3 separate regions of the Sus scrofa genome follow, and regions 1 and 3 are each linked to region 2. Evidence: chromatin contacts called from public HiChIP or PLAC-seq data. All regions are on one chromosome and are shown on one strand. Each heading gives the region's core, a stretch centred on a gene start, on an enhancer-like site or on the middle of the called end of the contact. The rest is flanking DNA. Distances are from core to core; before and after follow the strand shown.

What was found. HiChIP or PLAC-seq counts read pairs in DNA pulled down with a chosen protein or histone mark.
Region 1: a contact with region 2 is called in an H3K27ac HiChIP or PLAC-seq map of alveolar macrophages. The contact joins the promoter of CYTH1 here to the promoter of LGALS3BP in region 2. A contact is called at or near these places in 1 of 47 Hi-C or Micro-C datasets (fetal heart ventricle) and 1 of 2 datasets of contacts at active chromatin or transcription factors (alveolar macrophages).
Region 3: a contact with region 2 is called in an H3K27ac HiChIP or PLAC-seq map of alveolar macrophages. The contact joins the enhancer-like site here to the promoter of LGALS3BP in region 2. A contact is called at or near these places in 1 of 5 promoter capture datasets (skeletal muscle), 9 of 47 Hi-C or Micro-C datasets (embryonic fibroblasts, epiblast stem cells, fetal heart ventricle and 6 more) and 2 of 2 datasets of contacts at active chromatin or transcription factors (alveolar macrophages and skeletal muscle).

What each region holds. Positions count from the first base shown.
Region 1 is chr12:3,354,882-3,357,581 of Sscrofa11.1, reverse strand. CYTH1 (cytohesin-1) reads right to left here and starts at 1,317. Exons shown (of 13, transcript XM_013989851.2): 1 at 1,197-1,317. The coding sequence starts at 1,218.
Region 2 is chr12:3,211,162-3,213,861 of Sscrofa11.1, reverse strand. LGALS3BP (galectin-3-binding protein) reads right to left here and starts at 1,427. Exons shown (of 7, transcript XM_021066516.1): 1 at 1,275-1,427.
Region 3 is chr12:3,378,290-3,380,989 of Sscrofa11.1, reverse strand. The region is part of intron 1 of CYTH1 (cytohesin-1); the gene reads right to left. Among named protein-coding and RNA genes, the nearest start is that of CYTH1, 23 kb to the right of the region's middle. Within about 2 kb of position 1,404, at least 23 of the 83 cell types and tissues checked have an H3K27ac peak or open chromatin away from gene starts, as enhancers often do. A contact at or near this core is called in alveolar macrophages, embryonic fibroblasts, mesenteric adipose tissue and 2 more, where this site is marked.

The DNA of each region.
Region 1 (2,700 bases), core at 68-2,567, 140 kb before region 2:
TAGCCTCATAAGCGTTTCAAACTCTGCCACTAAACGACAAAAGTTCACCACTCCTTCTATAGGCCACTCTTTAATTTCCTATAAACAAAATGGTCAGTGACTTAACTAAAGCATCTCACGGAACCTGCAGCACCCCACGATCTGGAGCTATTTGCGGGAGGAATGCCCTGCCGCTGGCCAAGAGCTTCCAGGGTAAGCTTAGCTGGAGGAGGATTTGCAAAATGGTAGTTTTGTCAAGTTTTCTCTGTGTTGTGTGATTACGATGCCGCGTCTCTGTGCGCAGACAAGAAAGCAAACTTGGGTTACTCCGCGCCCGTCGGGCTTCCCCGGCAGGAGTTTCGTACCAGCAGCCAGTTCACACGCAACAGCGGTCAGCGATCGGGGGTGGCCGGGGTCCTGGCCCCGACGGCACCCTCAAGTCGCAGCCTGCCCACTACGGGTTCGCTGGCTCTGTTTTCTCATTTTCGCTCTGAACAAAGACCTGGACCGGGGCACACAACTTGCGAACACCGAAAGGGCCGGAAACTACGGAGAACGCGCCCGCGGGGACTCGAGCGATCGCTGAGGCCCGCGGTGGGGCTGCAGGACGGCCGGGCCCGCGCCGGATAGCGGCCCGCGACCCCCGCCGAGACCCCGGCCCCGAGACCCCCGCCCCGAGATCCTCGCTCTGCGAACCCAGCCCGAGACCCCGGCCCCGCGACCCTCGCTCTGCGAACGCAGCCCGAGACCCCCGCCGCGAGATCCTCGCCCCGGCGACCCTCGCCCCCGGGACCCAGACCCAGTGACCCTCGCCCCAGAGACCCCGGGCCCTAAGACCCACGTCCCAGAGACCGGAGGCCGGAGATCCCCGCCTCGCCAGCATCGGCCCGAAGATCCCCACCCTGGACACTCGGGCCCTGAGACCCCGGTCCACGACCACGGCCCCAGAGACCCCAGCCCGGCGACCCCCGGCGCCCGCCCTGGAGACCCGGACATTGCGACGCCGGCCCCTCAGCGTCCCTCAGCCCTCCGCCTCCGGGCCACCGCGGACCCCTGCCCTGCGGAGGCCACCGCCCGGCCCTGCTGCCCCGGGCTCCCGTCCGGCACCACCGTCCCCGGGAAACGCGAGCCGCCAGAGGCGCGGCCGGGCGCCGGGCCGGAGAAGAGAGGAAGCGAGAAAGAGGGCGTCTGCCGGTCGGGCCACGGGCCATACTGACCGTAGCTGTCGTCTTCGTCCATGGTGCCGGGGCCGAGCTCCACGCCCGGTTCGCCGCTCGCCCCTGGTCCCGTCGCTCCCGGCCCCACTAGCCCAGCCCGCCTCGGAGCCCCGCCCCCGGCCCCGCGCCCGCCGCCCGCCCCTCGCCTCCCGCGGGGCGCCCCGCCTGCCGCCTGCGCGCGCGCACACACACACTCCCCTGCACGCGGCCGCTTCCCGGCCGGCGCCTGCGCACGCGCGCCCGCCCAGGCCCCGCCCCCGGGTCCGCAGGCCCGCCCCCGCCGTTCGCGCGCGCGCCGCCGGGGCTGCCGGGGCTGCGTCCTCTAGAGCGCCCGCTCCTGCGTAGGCTCGCCCACCCAGGCCCCGCCCCCGGCGCGCCCCTTGGCCAGAGGCCCCGCCCCGACCACGCCCCAGCCCCAGCCCCGCCCCGGCCGCCTCCGGAGGCCCCGCAGGTTTCGGCTTTCGCAAGGGCAGAGCTGGCCCCAGCGACACAACCCAAGCCAGGCCGCCCACAAAGGCCCAAGGTCGTGTCCGGCCACTGAAGGGCAGGGTGGCCCTCGCTGACGTCAGCTTCGCAGGTCAGGCCCGCCCAGATTGCCAGAGGAGCCTGGCCCTTGGCCAAAGACCAGAATATTTGAATTCACTATTACTGTGGTCTGAATCTTAGTACTGTGACTGTCATGAGATCCCAGTCTCATACTTTCTTTTACTTGTCTTTATTTACCAGATCTAGTTTCAAAGGGAAGCACCTCGTCTCTGAGCCATGAAGGCTTTCGGAGACCTTGATTCCTGTGCCTCTTAAATTCACGAGTTTCTAGACTGTTCCCTGCATGTTTCATTTGCCTGCACTTTGCAGACCAGTCCCCTCCCACCAGTAAACTGAGCTGCCCCCCTTTGCTGAGCATGGGCCTGAGCTCTGCACCTGGGGGTGGGGACCTCTGCAATTTTTAATTTAGAAAAGTGAAGAAAAACGCCATTTTTCCAGCCACTCCCAGTTGCAGTCACTCTTCCTTGGTTTGGTGTTACCCATAAAAATTACAAGTGCCTCAGCTGGAAGGGACATCAAAATCACTCATCGCACAGGGAGGTCCAGGCTCCTCCTGGTGTGCACAGCTCTGGACACGCAGCATGACGTGCTGCACCCCGGAGCTGCTGGAGGAAAGCACAACCCAAATCCCCAGAAATGTCCCTTAAAGGTCACAAGACCTGGATTGCAATACCTGTCTCAGCAGCCTGTTTCCTTACTGGCCAGACAGCCCTAAAATATGCCTCCCAGGAGACAACAAAGAAAAGTAATTCCTCTCATGCAGAAGGAATAAATGAATGAGGAAACTTTCTGCATCTGCTTCCTATTTGCCTTATGACCTGGGCAAACAGCTCGACTCCCCGGACCTGTTTCCCACTCCTAGAACACAGCCTCTGCCTGTAAAATCCGGGCTTCTGCCCAATATTGATCTCCGAAGTGACAGATCTGTCACCGTGCACTCGGCTTCTCCACCGCGGAC
Region 2 (2,700 bases), core at 178-2,677:
GGGGACCCCTCACTTTGTCTGAGGGGTGGTCTCTTGAGGACTCGCCCAGACGAAGAGGGAGGCTCTCGGGTAGTGAAAGCCAGGCCCTGGCCATGGTCGTCGGGGGCAAGGGGGTGGAGGCCAGGCGTGCGGGGCCCAGATTGGGAGGGTCCGGGGAGCCCTCTGCAGGGTGGGGCTCTAACTTCAGGCCATGGACCTTTACAGGAGTGCCCTGAGATCTGCAGCAAAGAACATTCTGGGGCTTCTGGGCCCCATGAGCTGTGGAAGGGAGGGGGCGGGGCAGGCAGAGGGATGCAGGAGGAGAAGGCCACAGAAACGGGGTGGGAGTGGAGGGCCGGGCAGCCGTGAGAGATGCTGGCCTGGGGGTCTGGAGGAAAGGGGACAGGGCTGAGGTTCGAGGGGGAGGCTGAGGGGAGGGAGCAAGATGAGCAGACAGGCTGGGCCCGCTCAGTGTGGTCCTGGCACAGCCACCTCTGAAGGCAGTGTCCCCAAGCAGCAGAGGCTCAGAGAGGTTAGAGACCACCAGGGCCACACAGGCAGCCCTGCTTGGACTTCCTGCCTCCATGTAACTCTCGCTGCTTTGCTTTTCCGGGTCCCCCATGCTGCCCTTCACCTGCCTTCCTCCCCCAGTGGCTGCACACAGGGGTGGGCCGGGGTGTCACTACCACTCTGGTTCAGTAAGAACCCTGGGACCCCCACACCACCCCAGGGTCCAGCAAGCAGGGGTGAGACCGCTTGCTGTTGTGGGTGCCCGTCAAGCCAGGGCCTGGTGACCCTGAGGTGGCGCCCTGGGCCTGCATGAACCAGACTCCCAGGGGCTCCCAGCACAGGGGCTCCCAGCATCCCTGGGCCAAGACTGCTCACAGGGGACTAGCCTGACCCTGAGAAATGGAGCCATTCAGGCACTTGGCATACGGCATGCAAATGTTACCACAGCCTTTCGGGTGGCCATGGCCACCCATTTTTGCCTAACTTGTTTGGGAAGTGGGACCCTGGCCCCCATTGGTGCCCTTGTGCTCTTCCTTTGGACAGGTTTAGCCTGGGCTGGAGCGCGCAAATCTGAGAGAGCACCCGGCCTGAATTCTGAGCCTGCCCGCCCCTTTGGGTGGTGTCCTTGTGCAGCGAACCGCCTGCCCAAACTGTACACAGAAATCCTTTTGGACATGGGAGCAGCAGTGATGGTGCCTGGGTTCAGGAGGAGCACCAGATCCCCAGCTGGGCATGAACAGGGACGGAGAGGGACACCCACCTGAGAGCAAGAGGCACGAGCTTACCTCCCCGGGGCAACTACTGATGGCTTCGCAGGATCCCTCTGCAGACCGACCATCAACCTGGAAAACCCTCCCAGGACTGAGCTTGGTTGGGCTGGTCCTAGGAAAGGCTTCAGAGAGCTCAGTTTAGTTTCAATTTCTAGAAAACCACCTGACACTGCTCTCTTCTGGGGTTGGCTGCTGCCAAGGCTCCCTGGCCGCCCCCTCAGCCCTGAGCGAGGGGTGGGGAGGGGGAGAAGGTGGGGGTGGCTGCCTCCCAGGGCCTAAGTCTGCATCCGGGCTGATTCTGCAGCCGGGCTGATTCTGCAGCCGGAGCAGGGTGGCTGCCAGCCACATTTGTATTTCAACCGTCTTCCTCCCGGGCTGGAGGGGCGCCAGGGGCGGGCGCTGGGGCGGGGCCACCGCTCTGAGCCACTTCCTGGGTCTCAGGCAAAGCCAGCAGTGGGGACACTGCCTCGGGGCTGCTCGAGTACTGTCCCCCCTGCTCTGAGCACTTGACACGCCTGACCCAACTGGCTCACTCCGGTGGGGCGGGCGGAACCTCTGGAGGGAGGTGAGTTGTCCTGTCGCCTCGCCCCCACGCCCTTTCCTTTCCAGAGAGCCAGTGCCGTGGCTCTCTGGGCACGCACCCTCGTCTCACCCCAGCTTGGGCAGCTCTCCTGGGCCGGACCTGGGCCCTGTGGGTCGGAGCGGATGGTGTCAGGGAGGCGTCGCGATCCCAGCCGGCCGGGGGTCAGCTTCAGACTCCTGGAGCAGGACCCTGTTGGGAGCAGGTGGCCTGGAGCTCCTGATGCCTGTGGTGGCCCAGACCCTGCTGAGGACATCCCAGCTGAGGATGGGCGAGGGCAGGCTGACAGATGGAGGACCCGAGGTCCTGATGCCATGGCGTGAGCCCCTGAGACCAGCTGGCCTGAAATTGAGGCCAAGCCCAGGCTGCAAGGCTAAGTGAGGCCATCAACACCCTCTTGCTGTCACCTGCACCCCAAGGCTTGGGACGAGGGTGACCCCCTTGGATGTCCCAATGCCCGTGGACCTGGCCTGCATGTGGGGATCACCCAGGCGTTTCACAAACTCCTGACGCCCAGACCTGTGATGCCTCAGTCCTTGGGGTGGGAGGGCACTGCCGTTAAAGCCCGCGGGTGGCTCCAACATGCAGCCAGGATTGAGAACCACTGCGGAGGCAGTTTGCCCAGCCACCAGGCCAACCATTCAATGAGTGCCCAAGAGGAGAGGAGCCCACCTCGTCCCCGCCAGAGAAGCTGAAGATCCGTGGCGGGGGTGGGGAGCAGCAGAAACAGAAGCGGCAGGAGAGCCTGGGGAGTCCTGACACCCCGCCCAGCTTCAGGAGCCTCGGTGCTGGGGACAGACATGCCAGCACTGTCACGTCTCCTAGCCTCCACTGGTTCCTGCCCCAGAAAGGGGCCATCAA
Region 3 (2,700 bases), core at 155-2,654, 170 kb before region 2:
GGGATTGAACCCACAACTTCATGGTTCCTAGTCGGATTCGTTAACCACTGCGCCATGACGGGAACTCCTGAAAATTACTTTAACCTGAAAATGGTATCGGCATGTTGTTTCCTTAAGGCAGAATTTGTCTTGATATACAAACCACACAGTTCACACTCTTAAAAAGTGTACAATTCAGTGGTTTGCAGTACACTCACAAAGTTACCTATTCATCATCCTCAGAAGATCCCCACCCCGCCCCCAGGAGCAGTCACTCTTCCTGCCTCCAGGCCAAGCCGCCGGCAGACCCCAAGCCTGTGCATCTGCCCACGGACCCTGCATGGCCTTCAGCCTCGGGTCCTTTCCCTCAGCACGGTGTTTTCGGGGTTCAAGGCACGTCGCACGCACCCCACTTCGTTCCTCTCCAAGGTGGAAGAACACTCTACCACGGGGCCGCACCCCATCCCGTCCATTCCCTCATCAGTTGACAGACCCTTGACTTCTGAGAGGAACGCGGTTACAAGCAAGCGTGGAAACTCTTATGTGGCGCATGGTCTCTTAGGCTATGCATGTGCATCACTGTGACAAAATAAATTTTAAGGTCGTTTTCCTTTTCCTACCTACCCCTCAGAGTCCAGCTCCAGAAACACACATTCCCCCCCTCCCGCCTCCGCCACCCCCCCCTCCCCCTCACTGTCACCCATCGCGCCCCCTGTACCGGAAACAAACTCGGACTTGTGGTAAGTTTCCCCTCTAAAGAGTTTATGATTCTATGAACCAGGACTCCCCTTCTCAAAGACGAAGAGTGTCTGCTAAAAAAGCTTTCTACGCTTTTAGGTAATCACAGGACAACCACATTAGCTGTCCCCTCGGCTCCGTACAAATTCTCACCACCCACTGAATGATCAAGGCTGGTTTCAACACTGTCCTGAGTCAAAAGGGACATGTTTAAGGATCAAACATGCCCAACAGCTCTGCAGGGGACGGTGGTGGCTAAGCCATCAGGAAAGCTCATTCTTTAACGGGATTAAAGTAATGCATCACAAGCACCAGCCATTTATGAAAAACTCAACTGATATTTCCAGCTACGATCTTTCTGGAACTTTTACTACTTAGGAGAATACAAGACTAATGGGGCGGCGGGGTGACCACATCGCCACATTGGGTGTTCTGTGCACTTCGAAACCAAATTCAATGAACAACTTTTAGAAATAATGGCCAGCCTTCAATAAACATGCGAACAGCTGACATCAGGGCTCGGGCTGTGAGCGTGTTCACGCAGGCGCAGGGAAGGAGGGGGCTGGGGAGCACGGGCACCTGCCTGCTCGCCCCCTTCTGCCGTGGGCCTCTGCTCTGATGCACAAGCACGGCTTCTCCCCTTCCTGTCTGCTCTGCTCCCTCTCTGCCTGACTAATTCTACGTCACCCCCTTTCTCTGCAAAACCACAAGACCAACGTTACAAAATCGGGGCACTCCACCCATCCTTTTACTCAGCTCGGAGAGCGAACCGAACACGTGGCAAGGAGCCAGGGCCCAGGAGCTGAAGCCGCCGCCACGCCCGCGGGAGGGGGGCGCAGACCAGAGGAGGCGGGAAGGCAGTGAGCACCCCGTGGGCGCCAGGTCCAAACTGCTTCTGGGTACCTGCCACTGATTTTAAAAACAAACTTAGCGGAAACCATGGTTTGGTCTAAAATCAAATCTCATTTAGAAGGCGTCAGTAAAATACAAGACAAATAAGAAAACTCTAAGGATCTATGTTTCAAAGGGTGTTTCTTCAAGATTTTCTCCAAGCTCGTACTTAAACTATTGTTCAGATGTATATTTTCCCTTAAAAAAACACCTCCCTTTCAGTCTCAAAACTATTCCTACCAAGTTCGGAGGCAGGTCTCAGTTTACAGAAGCCACCATCACGCAAAGAACCCCACATGCTCCCACCATACCATGAAATCCTTCTCGGCTCCCCACTCTGGGTCTGAGAAGGGACAGCTAGTCAGGTGCCCGGGGAGGGGGGCATGGGCTTCGGGGACACAGCGTGGCCCCCACGGGAGCGATGCCACGGCTCTGCTCAGGCAGCAGCAGCAGAGGTGGAGGAAAGCAGGGGCTTCAGGAGAGCGCGGAGGCAGAAAGGACGGCACTACTAACGCCTGGATGGGGACACGAGAGGAACGGAGGAATCCGGGTTTCCTCCCAACATGTGACCGCACGTCACGTGGGTGGACCTGCTGTCTCCCAGGATGGGCACGGCTGGGGCTCCACCGTGCCTAGCTGAGCGTGAGGCCCCCTGCAGATGTCCGTGGGGATGACGAGTGAAGCAGGGAGCCATCCAGGCCTAAGGCGTCAGGGGAGGAAGAGGGCTAGAGACACAGCGGGTCCTCATAAGTCAGGAAGTTATCCGGCCAGAAAGTCGCTGCTGACCGTGAACCGCCCGACGCGGAACCAGCATTCCCAGGGGAAATGCAGGACGAGGTTCCTGAGAGCCCCCGATCCCTTCTTATCAAAGGATCAACCCATAAGCTGGTTTCACGTGTGTCTCTGTCTCGGGTCACCCCACTGGCGCTGAACTCGCGCCTGCAGGAGGCCCGTCTATCACGCGCGTGCTCGGCAGGGCGCACCACGGCCTTCTAGCACTTGGGAACGCCCGGCACTTCAGCACTTACTTGGGGCCATTTTATTTATTTATTTATTCATTTATTTTGTCTTTTTGCTTTTTCTAGGGCCGCT